Linked DNA regions of Gossypium hirsutum: region 2 is linked to region 1. Evidence: chromatin contacts called from public Hi-C data. All regions are on one chromosome and are shown on one strand. The core of a region is the stretch at or near the end of the contact, and the rest is flanking DNA. Distances in the headings are between cores, read along the strand shown.

What was found. Hi-C and Micro-C count contacts between places; a contact is called where the count stands out from the background.
Region 2: a Hi-C map of leaf shows a contact between it and region 1, with 2.4 times the contacts expected there. The contact joins the promoter of LOC107960006 here to the promoter of LOC107960003 in region 1. A contact is called at or near these places in 7 of 34 Hi-C or Micro-C datasets (leaf and petal).

The regions. Positions count from the first base shown.
Region 1 is chrA05:78,796,523-78,803,416 of Gossypium_hirsutum_v2.1, forward strand. It overlaps LOC107960003, which reads right to left and starts at 4,219. Exons shown (of 5, transcript XM_041112490.1): 1 at 3,730-4,219; 2 at 3,515-3,638; 3 at 2,205-2,319; 4 at 546-1,577; 5 at 1-377. The coding sequence starts at 3,925. The coding sequence ends at 120.
Region 2 is chrA05:78,966,081-78,973,349 of Gossypium_hirsutum_v2.1, forward strand. It overlaps LOC107960006 (phosphoinositide phospholipase C 2), which reads left to right and starts at 4,050. Exons shown (of 9, transcript XM_016896202.2): 1 at 4,050-4,523; 2 at 4,980-5,176; 3 at 5,336-5,471; 4 at 5,548-5,790; 5 at 5,869-6,089; 6 at 6,367-6,484; 7 at 6,814-6,957; 8 at 7,040-7,126; 9 at 7,216-7,269. The coding sequence starts at 4,227.

The DNA of each region.
Region 1 (6,894 bases), core at 2,969-5,468:
CATGGATATTAAAATAATGATCTCGATACGTCCTTCGTCCTTCGTCCTCCAAATGTTAAATCTTGTAGAATTTTTAAACAATATGTATGGGTATTTCTCATGGTTGTACACACTGACCATCACCTGGCATGGACACGGCTAGGGGATCGACCAACTCTCTCGCTGCCGATATCATCTTCTACTTCGCTCCCATCAAAACAATGGCCATTATTATTCATACTAAGCTCTGAACTACCATTACTGCTTGTAGCAAGAGGGGAATCCAAGACACTAATTGTTCTGCTTCGTGTATGACCTGATCGCACACTGTACATAGATGATGCTGGAATATTTGTCATCAACGGCCGTAAATTTCCAGGAATGCTTCGCCTTATATCCTGCTCAAGACAATATTCAAATCAGAGAGAATAATCATGGCATCCTCCTATAAATGACTTTTTGGGATACCTTGACAATAACATATTTAGATTGTTCCACTCTCATTTATTGGACCCTATTTCGATAAGTATAAAATATAATGCCACAAAATTTTAGGAGATAGTTACCATATGCCTTATAGCCATATCCAGTGATTTCTTTGAAAGTGTTCTTCCAAAGCCTGAACTGTCTGGTGAAGCAGACTTCCCAGAGGAGTTACCCTGAGGAGAATTTTTATCATCTTGCTTGGGTGGTGCCAATTTCCGCATGTTTATCACTCTCTCAACCATTTTTGTTCCAATAACAACAGGACTCACATTGTCACTAGCTTTGGAATAGCCACGACTTACTGCAGGAACAGAGCCACCACTTAAATGCAGCATCGCACCATTAGGGAGGCATCCTCTTGAAGGAGAGCATGACTGTCGTCTCGGTCTACCAATGGCACCTGGTTCAACAGAAGAAGATCGAGCACTTGGCGCTCCAGGCCTACCTCTGGTGGCCGAAAGTGGTCTATCAGGGAGTGTTGTTCTTAAATTTGGTGGAGCATCAAGTGAGAAACCAGGCATTTCAGAAGGCTTCCATGGTCTAGATGCTACAGTCGGTGAGGCACCACGTGATGGTACAGAATTTCTGGATGCTGCAGGAGTTGGCTTTGTAACTGAAGAAGATGATTTAATTGGAGGGGCTGATATACTAGGAGTACTTGATGGAGTTGATGGTCGACGAGTTGGTGTAGCTGCTCTTGATGCAGGTTTGGATGAAGGTATAGAAGATCTTGCAGTTGGTGTAGAAGACCTAGCTGTGGACCTCGTTGGTGTGGAGGATCTTGCAGAAACTGTGGGCTTAGTTGCAGGAGATGGAGCCTTGGCTGCAGAAACTGTGGGTTTAGTTGACGAAGTTAAAGGTTTTGCTACAGGCTTGGATGCAGAAATAGAGGGTTTAGTCGACTGTAACGTGGCCCGAGATGTTGGTGTTGATGATCTCGTAGGTTTAGATCCAGTCAATGTAGGTCGTCCAGTGGGTGTTGCAGGTCTTGAACCTGGACCCCCTGATGATGATGGCCTCCGAATCCCTGTAGAATTCAATCCAGGTGATAGAGCTGGTTGATTCAGTGCTAAGTTGCCTCTAGCAGCAGACTCAGGCTGGGGATTTGCTAGCTATAAACACAATGAACAAAAATCATTACCCAAATAAGTTCATGAACCCAATCATCAGAACACCTAAAGGTCAGAAAAACATAACAAAACTATGGAAATAGCCTTTTAAGGATTTAATACAAAAATCTTTCTGGAAACTTGGGTCATCCATAATATCTTAACAGGTACACAGATTTTAAAACTTCAAAATACTTTTTGAATTTGGGCAATAATGATAGTTACTCCAACTAAGGTGCAAAAAAGTAGTAATTCATGTAATGGCGAGTCAGTAATAAGCAAAGCAAAATATATTCAGTTCCAAGATATCAGGCAGTCATCTTTGTTGGTTCAAAGTTTAAAAGAAGGTTTTTAACGTAGATGCAAAAGTGAGCCTTTACAGCTTTGCTGATTTTTTACCATAGACTAATCTAAAATCATGGCAGGAAATAATCAAATTTCACGGTGGAATGGTTACAACAGAGCTAAGATTTGATCAAAACAAGGTGAAAAAGGAGATCAGATTCATTTAATAAATGAGTGACGGGATAACTTTCTACTTCCAGAAACAGCAATATCATGTAATTGAAAAATCCAAATTTCTCAAAAGGCATGCAATCCATATCATAGCATTAAGAAAAATTTTCATACTCTAGATTTCAGGGCAGTTGGACGAGCCTTGGGAGTACCAATCTGACTCATTACAGTCTTCTGTGACTCCATCTCCAAGGAAGGAAAAAGAGGAGTACCAGGAGGTGTTAAAAGCCTGACATGGAAGAGATTTCCTGTTAATACTGTCATATTAAAAGAAAATAATTTAACTTAGTTACATTCATGTAGGAAAAAGAAAGGATTAGTGCAAAGCTGAAGCAAGTGAAAGACCTTAACACATCTTTCGTCCCCAATTAGAGAAGAAGTTCCGAATTCAGTCCTTGTCTTGGGACCCTTTCTCTATTTATATCAAAGCATTGGAACCTAATTACAAGCATAATCTACAAATTTGTCATCTAAACATTTTCTCTTGAGTTTGAACATTTGGCTTGTTTGAAAATCTGGAACTTAAATATTTTAAGGCAACTAACCTAGATTTGTCCACAAGTAGCAGTTAAAATCTACAAAATTTCAAAGTTCTAACTTCTTTTAGAGAAGGCAACGTATAAAACGAACTTAATAGGATTCGCAAAACATGACATCTGAATCTGATCAGACTGGACCAGAAAAGAACATAGAACCATGAGAAACAAATGGAATCAAGTTTCTAAAAATGAAAAATAATTCAACTCAACTAAAAAGTAGAAAACTGAAGTTTGAATCCCCAAAACATGACTGCAATCGATTCATCAAAAGAAACCATAACAAATCATCACTAATATTATATTTCAAAATGGCCAACTGAAGTTTAGAAAAAATAAATGCTCTAGTTGCCACTAGCGACTCCAGGGCACATTTTAAAAGTTCCCATCACAACGATCAAATTATTAACTTAATCAATTAAACATGCCACCAATAATTATAACCCTTCTTACTAGTTTTTTGCCTTTTTCTTCCTATTGCCTTAAAAATACATTGGACAAGATTAAGTAAATTATACGAAAACCTGCCAATAACTGATAACAAAACTAAGCTAAGCATGAATATGATTTATAAAATCAAGGCTCTGTTTGGTTGTTGCCAATGCTTCTGCCTTTTGGTAATTATTCTTTATACTTCTTATTTCCTGAAAGCTAAAAGAAATCAATATCAATATTAAAATTAAAGATAAAGAAATATCTAAACTGAAAGCTAATTCTAATATAATTGCTCCGCATCTAAAAAATAGTAAAGATATTACAATTTTAATCCTTCAGAATTTTTATTCACTTCTAGATCGAAAGGCGCCTTTTTGCAGTTTGGTTTCAGCCAAACAATACCTTAAATTAAATTAAATTAAATTAAATTAAAGGAATAAACAAACAAATTACCAGTCATAATCATTTTTATCACCATCAGAATTAAGAAAATCATCGGCAGCGGCAGCCGCTTTTCTCGGCGGAGTCGTTGTTGATGCTGAAAGATTAAATATCGGTGAAGTTCCAGGTTTAGATCCTACAGTTTCAAGAAATTACCAAATTACCAAAAATTAAAATTAAAAAGAAAAAGTGCCCTAGAAAAGTTGAAGAAATTTTAGAAACTTCACCTAATGGAGCGTCGAAGTCCTCATAGGAGTGATTAAGAAGAAGATCACTCTGTTCTTTCTCACGTTTTCGCATCTCGAGAAACAATGCAAGCTCTTCTTCTTTCTCTTTCATCATCGAAGCTCTTAATTGTTGCCGTTGTTTCAACACCGCCGCTTGCATTGCCGTTTCTTGCTGAGCCCTAAAGCTCCGATTCATCTTTCACCTCCTCAAATTTTACTCCTCGCGGATCAAAATAAGCCTTATCTTGTTCTTCTTCTTTCTCAGCTCTAAACGCAGCGCGTCCAAAAAGTGTTCGGTGAAGCTTGGGAGCTGGGAATGGCGAAACGACAATGGCGGAGAGTGGTGAGGAGTGCAAATAATAGGAAGGAGGGAAGGGTGAAATAGGAAGAGCAAAAGAAATCTTAAATGACGGAACAACTGTAATCTTCAGCTCTCCTCCTCTTTCTCTCACTTAAAGCCTACGTTTTTTGAGATTTTTGCTTTTAGGTGGATGGAATAATCACAATAATGCCCTCTGTTTTTAATTATATTTTCTTTTTATTTATTTTTTGTATTTATGTCCGTATTGTTTTATTCACCATCTTCGTTCTTATCTTATGCCCATATTGATAGATTCCTTGGGCCTCAGGCGATCAATTTTACCTACCATTATAGGATTAACATAATTTTGATTCGGATTTTGTTGCCATTTTTTATTTTTAAGTTAAAAAGTCACATTTGAAAAAACAAAATAAACAAAATAAAATAAAATGAAAGCTACTTGTTTGTTTCAGTTTGCTAGCCCTTAAGACTTGTTTAAATAGTTGAGTGAAATAATGAGGAAGCCATTCATCTATTTTGGTTCACGTGCCATTGGAGCCACTTGTAGCTTAGTTTTGAAGTTGTTTTGATTTGGTTGGAAACCATTCTCACCGTCTATTTTTGGAGGTTTGAGTATGGGTTAGTTGGACCTGATTTTTGAGTGTTGAATCTATACACTAAATCTTGCGATTCCAATTTTGGGAATAAAAAGAATACAAATATATTTTTAAAATTAAACTATAGCTCATTTCAACTTTAGCTTAATGTTAAACAGCATCACTAGCAATGTTTATGTTGTTTATATTTGGTCTATTGATCTGGTTAATTGTTTTTTGTTGATTTATTAATTGAGTCTTTAATCAATGTTTAATTTAATCAGTTGGTTTTGTTTTCTAGCATAGTGGTTTGTCATGGGATATCTTTAGTTTTAAGGATAGTGGCTTGTTATGGGATACGTCTCTAGTTTTAAAGATAATAGTTTGTCATAGGATGTAAGCCTATATAAGGCATTCAGTTGGTTTCAGAAATTATCGATCAGTTTAGTTTAGCTTCCCTTATTTTTATTGTTTTCTTATGTTATCTGTTGCGTGTTCTACATCATGATATCCGAGCTAGGTTTCTGTATCGTTTGATGTGTTTCCTCTTGGCAAAATGAGTGACCTTCATGTCATAGGTGGAGTTAAGAAACTCAATAATCAAAACTACAAATCTTGGTCAACATGTATGACGTCATGCTTGCAAGGCCAAAACCTGTGGGAGGTGGTGAACGGAAGCAAAATCACGTAACTAGTGGCAGAGCCTACAAGTGATATGATGCGGAAGTGGAAGATTAAAGAGGGCAAAGTAATGTGCGCTTTGCATATGACAGTTGAAAAAGACGTGCTGGAGCACATCCGAGATGTCAAAACTCCTAAAGAAGCGTGGGATACATTGGCAAGTTTGTTCTCCAAGAGAAACGACACGAAGCTTCAACTTCTTAAGAGCTAATTTTTGTTGATGGTGTAACATAACATGACAATCTTGCAGTATTTTTCACAAGGTGAAGCCGTTATGCTGAGATGGTTCGTGACGAAATGTGCAATTGTACACAATCATTATCAAGTAATACGTAAGTATTAGATTTATTGTCTCCACAAGGACTGTGTTTAAATCAATAATTGTAAAATTATTATTCATAAATTGGTTAAGGAAAACATATAATTTTGAGTGATAGGTGTCAAATTAAGTTAATTAACTAAATGAAAGTTAACCTAAATACAAATAAAATGAAATGCAAGGTGATGGTTTAGCAACAATTTTCACTAGTTAACAACAATAACATAACTAAACTAGAATAATTACAACATTTGACTTAATTCATTTTTCATCATGCCTAACAATGTTCCAAAAAAATTCCATGGCAACTTGATTGTTCATTAACTTGGAATCTAATATAAGTTCTTTCAAAATCTTATACTTAGAAAAACTTGGAATCTAATATAAGTTCTTTCAAAATCTTATACTTAGAAAAACATGTATATTTTTATGTCCACATTTAACTAAGGATTCCTTAGAACTTATGTGAAGTAACAAGGACGGATCAGGTTTGAAATAATTTAATCACACAAACTTAAAGTTATGCAAGGTAATAGAGCTCTTCCGAGTTATTACAAACCTTTAATTTAATCGGATTAGGATCTAAATTAAGCAAGCACCTTCCAATTATCGTGTCCATTAATTGCCATCTAGTCAGGATTAATCAACTAATTCTAATGCATTCAAACATGTTCTAATGCATTCAAACATGTGCTAGTACATATAATACGTAAATGATTTTAATTGGAAGCATGAGCAACTGAGGCATATAACATCATAAACATGAATCAAATGAACTCCATCAAATTAATGCAATCATTCTAGCCAAAACAAAATTAAGTCATCATTGTCAATAGAAAAACATCAAAACAATTTGTGAACATGTTGAATAACTAAGAACAAAATTAGAGAATGGGAAAGAAGAAACTCTTGATGATTTTAGCGGTTCTTCAAAGACCAATCGTGGTGGCTTCCTCTAGTTCTCGTGTTTACTCCTTTGTAAAATACTTCTCAATGTGGCTGGCCAATAGTGGTTTTCCTTAAGGGAAAATTCTAGCTAAAAAAATGGGGAAATGGGAAGGCCTATGCGTGGAAAGGAGAAGAGAAATGTAATGAATGAAAAGTGAGTGATGATTGAGAAGTTAACTGAATGTAGTATTTATAGTAGAGGAATAGCATGGGAGTTAGATAAAAATAGCTTGGAAATCCTTTTGAATTGCTCCCTTGCTTGGCCGACCATTAATTATGGAGAGTGGGTTGATTTTTTCTTGATTGTCTTGCTTGATTTG
Region 2 (7,269 bases), core at 2,800-5,299, 170 kb after region 1:
TTTTTCCAGTAGAACCAAATAATTTGACGCCACTAGACTCCAAGGTATATTTTATCCTTTTTCTATTTTTTATTTGTTTATTATTTGTTTTATAATATTTTATATTTATATTTTAAATGTTTTATAATATATGTTTATTGAAAAGTTTTTTTAAAATTGTTTACTATTTCTTTTATAATAATTTAAATTTAAATTTTAAATATTTTATAATATTTTTTTATTCAAAGTTTTTTAATTATATTTATAATTTTTAAAAAATAATATTTTATTTGGTGGAGCCATTTAAATAAAATATTTACATACTTTAAAATTATAAATATAATTAAAAAACGTTTGAATAAATAAATATTATAAACATTTAAAATATTATAAAATAATAAATAATAAAAAAATTTAAAATGTTTGAATAAATAAATATTATAAAATATTTAAAATATAAATTTAAAATATTATAAAATAAATGAGAAACATTTTTTAAAAAATTCAGAAAAAATGTTTGAATAAACAGATATTATAAAATATTTGAAATATAAATTTACAATATTATAAAAAATAAACAAATAAAAAATTAGGAAAAGGACAAAATGTACAAATCCGGTGGAGTGGCTCCACCAGAAAGAAGGAAAATTTATTTTAAAACCCCCATTTTTGCAAAGATCGCAATATTTCCTTAATATTTATACAGGCGGCGCCATTCTACATCTAGAAAAAAATTAATTTTTTTATCTCAATGCTGATGCTTGCATGTTGATGGCACCAAAGACTTTGGTTCCACCAACTTTTACTATAAATAAGTTATTTGTGTATTTTATCAAAAAAAAGTTATTTATGTAAGTAAATAATTTTTTTTAGGTTCATTTTATAAAAAAGCCATAAGTGGACGGGTTTAGCTTCTAGATGTTGGATTTTTTAGTTGGAATTAAAAAATTAAAAATAATGTTTTGCGAAAAACAAAAACTGTCGAGTAGAGGTAAGCAAAACTCTAATTCGTTCGGAAAAAAAATTAATCAAGTTATTCGAGTAAACTCGAATAAGTATTTCAAGTTTCAAGTTGAATTTTACAATTCAAATAATGAATTAGTGTAAATACTTCATTAGTCTAATGAGCAAATTGGTCCCTCTCAACAAAAATTTAAAAAAAAATTCAAAAAGTTTAAAATAATTTTAAAATCCAAAATATTTATAAAAATTCAAAACTTTATATTTTTTAAAAAATTATAATAATTTAAAAAAATTAAAGAATATATAAAGAAAATTAAAATTTTAAAAATTTTATAAAATAATAATTTTGGGATATAAATAAGTAAATTAATTATTCATGTTTATTATACTAAAGTATCTAATTTTTAACTATTTTACTTTGAAAAAAGTTTTTAAATAGATATGGTTTAAAATTTATGTGCTATAATACGAAATTAATTATATTGTAAACAAATTTTAATTTTAAAATATTAATTTTTAATTCAACATAAACAATTTTATTCAATTCAATTTAACTAAAATTTTTTCTTTCTATAAACTTAAAAATTTTTCGCTGAATTCAATTCCATCCGACCATCTTCGCTACACTCGGTTGTGAAAAAGTAAACTCATCTTACGTGACGTGTTAGAGTAATATAAACCGAGAAAGCAAAGGTCGGTAAAATAGGCCTTAAGAGGAGGTCTATGCAACTGGCCCAAGTTGTCAAAGCCCTTTTTGACCTTGAATCTAGTTCAGCATTGGCCCATTAAGAAGAGCTCACAGACGTTTGCCGTACACTTCCCCTTCAATTATCACACAAATTTCCTTTCCTCCAATTCAATCTCCTTGTTCCCAGAATCAATGAGAAAATGGGAAAAACGAAATGGCAAATTACTACAATGTCGATGAATTTCTAACAGTGGAAGAGGTTGATTTAAAAATTCTCACATCCCGCATCTTGAAAATTTCATTTTTTCCCTCTTTGAACTCATTGCAGTATGTTCCAGTTGTTTTTCATGAAGCAGCCAATGGAGCAGTTCCGGAACAAACTCCATAAGTTTTTGTTAAATTACTTGATCTCCTCAGGAGTAAAATTAGAATTGCCATTGTGGCTTTGCTCAAGAAGGCAAGCCATATCCATAAGCGTTCCTCCTGACTGTTTCAATAAAAAGTATAATTTTTCCCTCTATATAGCTCTCAAAAGTTTGGTGGTTATATGTTTGATTTTTTTCTCAATGAAAGTCTGTTCCACTTTATTCAAAGCAAAAAATGGTTACTTGCAGTCGGAGAATGATTGTTATTGAACGTGTGATTTTAATGTCTTGCTGATTTATACATTTGCTCGCCAAAAAAATTGTGTGTGCGTGTTATTGACAATCATTTTCTTTTTTGTAACAGCAGAAGAAGGCTAATTGTGAGGGTCCTCTTATTTGTTTAAAGCTTATTCCTTTAGATGTTTATGCATCTTGAGTGTAGTGTCGGAAGCAGCTCGATCTTGAGAAGTGGAGGATGGGTTTTGAAGCTTGGAAGGAAGAGGAAGCCAATGGGATCACTGCTATTCTGACCTCAACATCACTCTCATTGTCGCTTGCATTGCATGATGGTAACATATTCAACGTTGACTGCTTCCGACTGAAACTGTGTGAAAAATATGTTCATAACTGATATTCATACATTTCTCTACTTGTATCTATATAACCCTTGTATTGATATGACCAAGTGTAATTGCTTAATAACTTGAATATTTAGAACATCATAATTATATCTAATCATATATTACTTTCATATTGCATACAACAAGTACTTGATAAGAAAAAATAATTGTTGAACTGATTATTATTATTATAATATATTTCCAAAATTTCAAATACATTTTAAGAGCTTTAGAGTGAGTGCTTTCAAAATTGCGGGTTTCTACTAAATTGTTTGGTTGTAATGAAATTGAAAAAGTTGACTAAAAGATCTTAAATGATTTTGAAAAAGAAAATACCGACAATAAGAAGTTAATGTGACAACTGTTAGCTGTTTCTTTCGATCTGTCGTGTTTTGTGTGTAGGTGTTAGATTTTATGAGTCCTGTAAATATGTTAAAAATTTAAATAAAGATAAGATATGAATTTATTGACTAACAACTTTGAATTTACAATAATAATAAAAAAAGATATGTTGCACAAAGCATGAAAAAAGAAATATAAAAAAGCGAAAGGATAATAATTCCCAGCAACGGTATATCCCTCCAAAAAGAAGACCAAAGACATGACAAATTATATTCTATAAATCTGAAATTAAAAAGTTTTCAATTTGATTTTAATATAAATCCTTTCTTTACTTGCCTAAGATAGAGACACAGAAGAGTGATAACTGTAAACATCACCATTTTCCCTGCATTGTGATTGGAGTAGAATAAACCCTTTACTTTTCACATTTGACTTTTGGCAGTCCCACCATAGTAAAATAAATTAAATTTTGTTCATTTAATTTAGAAAAAGTTATAAAATGATCCTTAAATTATTTAAAATTTTTTATTTAAATTATTCAGTTGTTAAAATCGTTGTTGTATGACTTTTTTATTCATACTGTTTATACTAATTGAAAGCTCTTATTCTCCCTCTTTTTTACAATTCAATTTTTTTTTGAAACATCTTTAAACCTTATAAATTTACGAATCAAAATCTTAACAACTTTATTCTTTAATCTCCAACAGTAACTATGAGATCGACTTGGATCTAAGAAATATTTTTTTACTTGTCATTGGATATTGATCTATCTTATCATTTATCGAATTATCATTTGGAGCTCATTAGTCAAATTTAATATATATATATATATCAACTCAATAACTCAAATAAAAAATTTTAAATAATTTACTGATTTAAATAAAAATTTTCAAATAAATTATTAACTATGTTATAATTTTTAAAATTAACCAAAATATAATTTTATTAATAATTTAATTATCTTATGTGCAATTTCCCCTAGAGATAAAATGATCCTTTCAGACGTAAAAAACTATGCTCATGCAATAAAATACAGGCAGCTCGGGGTCCACATGTTTAACTATGTGAGTGCGACCCGCTTTCACATATTGGTCCCATCCCATCACATCCCCTGAAGTGTCGTAAACCATCTTTACTGGAAATGAAACTCATCATCGTCTTCAAGAAGTTGAAACAGCAAGAAACCTGCACTTAAAAAACTAAACAAAATCAGACAGTCTAGATTTGCTGGTTCCCAGTTGTATATTTGGGAATTGTAAGAAAAAACAAATGTCCAAACAAACTTACAGGGTTTGTTTCTGCTTCCAGAGGAGGTTTAGGCTGGCAGTTTCAGAGGCACCAGAGGATATCAAGAAACTGTTCGAACAATACTCCGAGAATGGGATAATGACCATTGATGGGCTGCAGAGGTTCTTGGTCGAGGTTCAGAAAGAAGATAAGGCTACCAGAGAAGATGCTCAGAAGATTATTGATAGTGTTAAACATTTTCATAGAAAGGGTGTAAACCTCGAAGCTTTTTTTAAGTACCTCTTTGGTGATATTAATCCTCCTCTTGCTTCTCTTGGGGTAATCATATTTCTCTCTCTCTTTGGATTGCCCTTTGTCCTTTTTAGGTTTATTAATTGGGCTTTGAATGCTTCCGTCCAAATTAGTTGATTTGTGTTTTTGTTTGGATGCTGTGAAAATTTTGGGAGCAAAGTGGAACATTTTTATACGTGATTTGAAGTTTGTTCCCTCTTTGAGTTTTCACCTTTACTAAAAAAGGATAATTTGCTTACCCTTATTGTTTCTAGTTGGAAACTTTGGTGTTGGGTTCTATGGGATTTAAATGAAACTAATACCTATTTTCAGCTCAGCAAGCTGTAATGTCTAGTGACTGGATTAGTAGCTTTGAAGAAGGTCCTGTGATGATACCGATCCGTGCGAAAAGTTGGGGCCAACTCACTTTCTTGTTTGATTGCTAAAGCAAATTGTTTTAGTTTTCTTCTTTTTGTGCTATCATGTTCATTTGTTTTATTTCAGGTTCACCATGATATGAGTGCTCCTTTGTCACATTATTTCATATATACTGGTCACAATTCTTACCTTACTGGGAACCAACTCAGTAGTGAGTGCAGTGATGTCCCCATCATAAATGCTCTTAAGAGAGGTGTGCGGGTGATAGAATTGGATATATGGCCGAATTCGACGAAAGATGATGTCGATGTTCTTCATGGAGGGTATGTTCTTCAACTGCAAAGAGTTACTTGAATGGATCTATCCTTGATAATTTTACGCAACTTGTCATACTTACATTGCAATATTTTGGTATGTTTCGAAGGAGCAGTCCATGTCTGTCCCCCGCTTCCGAGAGAATAACAAATGTTTCCTTCATGTAGGACATTGACTACTCCGGTGGAACTCATCAAGTGTTTGAGGTCTATTAAAGAGTATGCTTTTGTAGCCTCAGAATATCCGGTTGTCATAACTCTGGAAGATCACCTTACGCCAAAGCTTCAGGCTAAAGTTGCTGAGGTAAGTCTCAGTCCTTCTGATGTGGATTTAATTGTCTGATATTCCGATAATTTACGCTTCTATGACTAACTTCTAGATGGTCACTCAAACATTTGGAGAGATCTTGTTTTCTCCTGGCCCGGAATGCTTCAAAGAGTTCCCCTGTCCAGAATCATTGAAGAGACGCATAATCATATCTACAAAACCGCCAAAGGAATACTTGGAGGCGAAAGAAGTTAAGGATAAAGAGGATGATTCACAACGGGGTAAGGCCAGTGATGAAGAAGCTTGGGGAAATGAAGTTCCGGACCTTAAAGGCAGTCATGTAGCCAATTACAAGGTGTCTGGTGATACAAATTGCGGTTTACTAGCTGTTTCAATAGAATTTACATTTTCTTCATGATTTCTCTTATGACAGAATGATTTCGATGAAGAAGATGAGGAAGATACAGATGATGGAGAAAAGTCGCAGCATTCTCTAGCCCCAGAATATAAACATTTAATCGGCATTCTTGCCGGGAAGCCCAAGGGTGGATTTGATTCGTGGCTAAGGGTGGATCCTGATAAAGTGACACGTCTTAGCATGAGTGAGCAAAAATTTGAAAAGGCTGTAGTAACTCATGGAAAACAAATTGTAAGGTATTTGGCAAAGGATTTAGCAATTTTGATTTATGAGAGATCATCCCGAGGTTATTTGCACAATGAATTCGTATCTGTCTGGATTCATGAGCTTTTACTTCCTCACTACTTAACAAATCATTGAATGGTTTGATCTATTGTATTCAAAATTTTTTTCTTTTTTGATTTAAGCTTTGTTTCATGTGTTAGTAAGCTAGTATTGATATGGTGTTATACTCTAATTGCCTGAAATGTGCATTATAACTTTTGATTTCATATTCTGCTTATACTGCTACAGGTTTACGCGGCAGAATGTTCTTCGGGTGTATCCGAAGAGTACTCGTTTTGACTCGTCGAATTACAACCCACTAATTGGCTGGATGCATGGAGTTCAAATGGTTGCATTTAATATGCAGGTTTACACACCACTCCCTTTTTGTTCCTGCTTTGCAGTTTATTGTCCCGATGACAAAAAATTATGAGTGACAAAGATGTATGATACCAGCATAGAGTGTTCTTATTTGGTTAATGAGCAATTGCTCAAATAAAGTTCCATTTCATGTTTGATCCGGCAATTAGAACATGAAAAGCTGCTTCAGGGCCTATTTTGTTCTTTGTTCTGTCATGTAAGACATGATAGCCAGATGGATATTAGAAGGAAATTGTATGAATGCTTTATTTAGTTGATGTTGTTCCTAATTTCCTTTGAAAAATATTGAGATTCTTATCTGTTGGTGAATGATAGGGTCACGGAAGATCCTTATGGTTGATGCATGGAATGTTCAAAGCCAATGGGGGATGTGGTTATGTGAAAAAGCCAGATTTTCTATTGAACTCTATGGAAGTCTTTGATCCGAAAATCAAGTTACCAGTGAAAACAACTTTGAAGGTGAGTGTGCGATCGCTGTCGGATCGATGATTTTGAAAATATTCAGTCAATGATTATGATTTCTTGTTCTTGGTTTCAAAAGGTGACTGTGTATATGGGAGAAGGATGGTATTATGATTTCCATCACACCCATTTTGATGCGTATTCACCACCAGACTTTTACACGAGGGTAAGTCGATATACTGTAATTCAAGCAAGCTTTATATTTCTCGATTCACCCTACGGAACTCGGAAAATTTGATCAGGCTTTGTCTCCAGGTGGGGATTGCAGGAGTTCCAGCAGACTCAGTAATGAAAAAAACAAAGATTTTA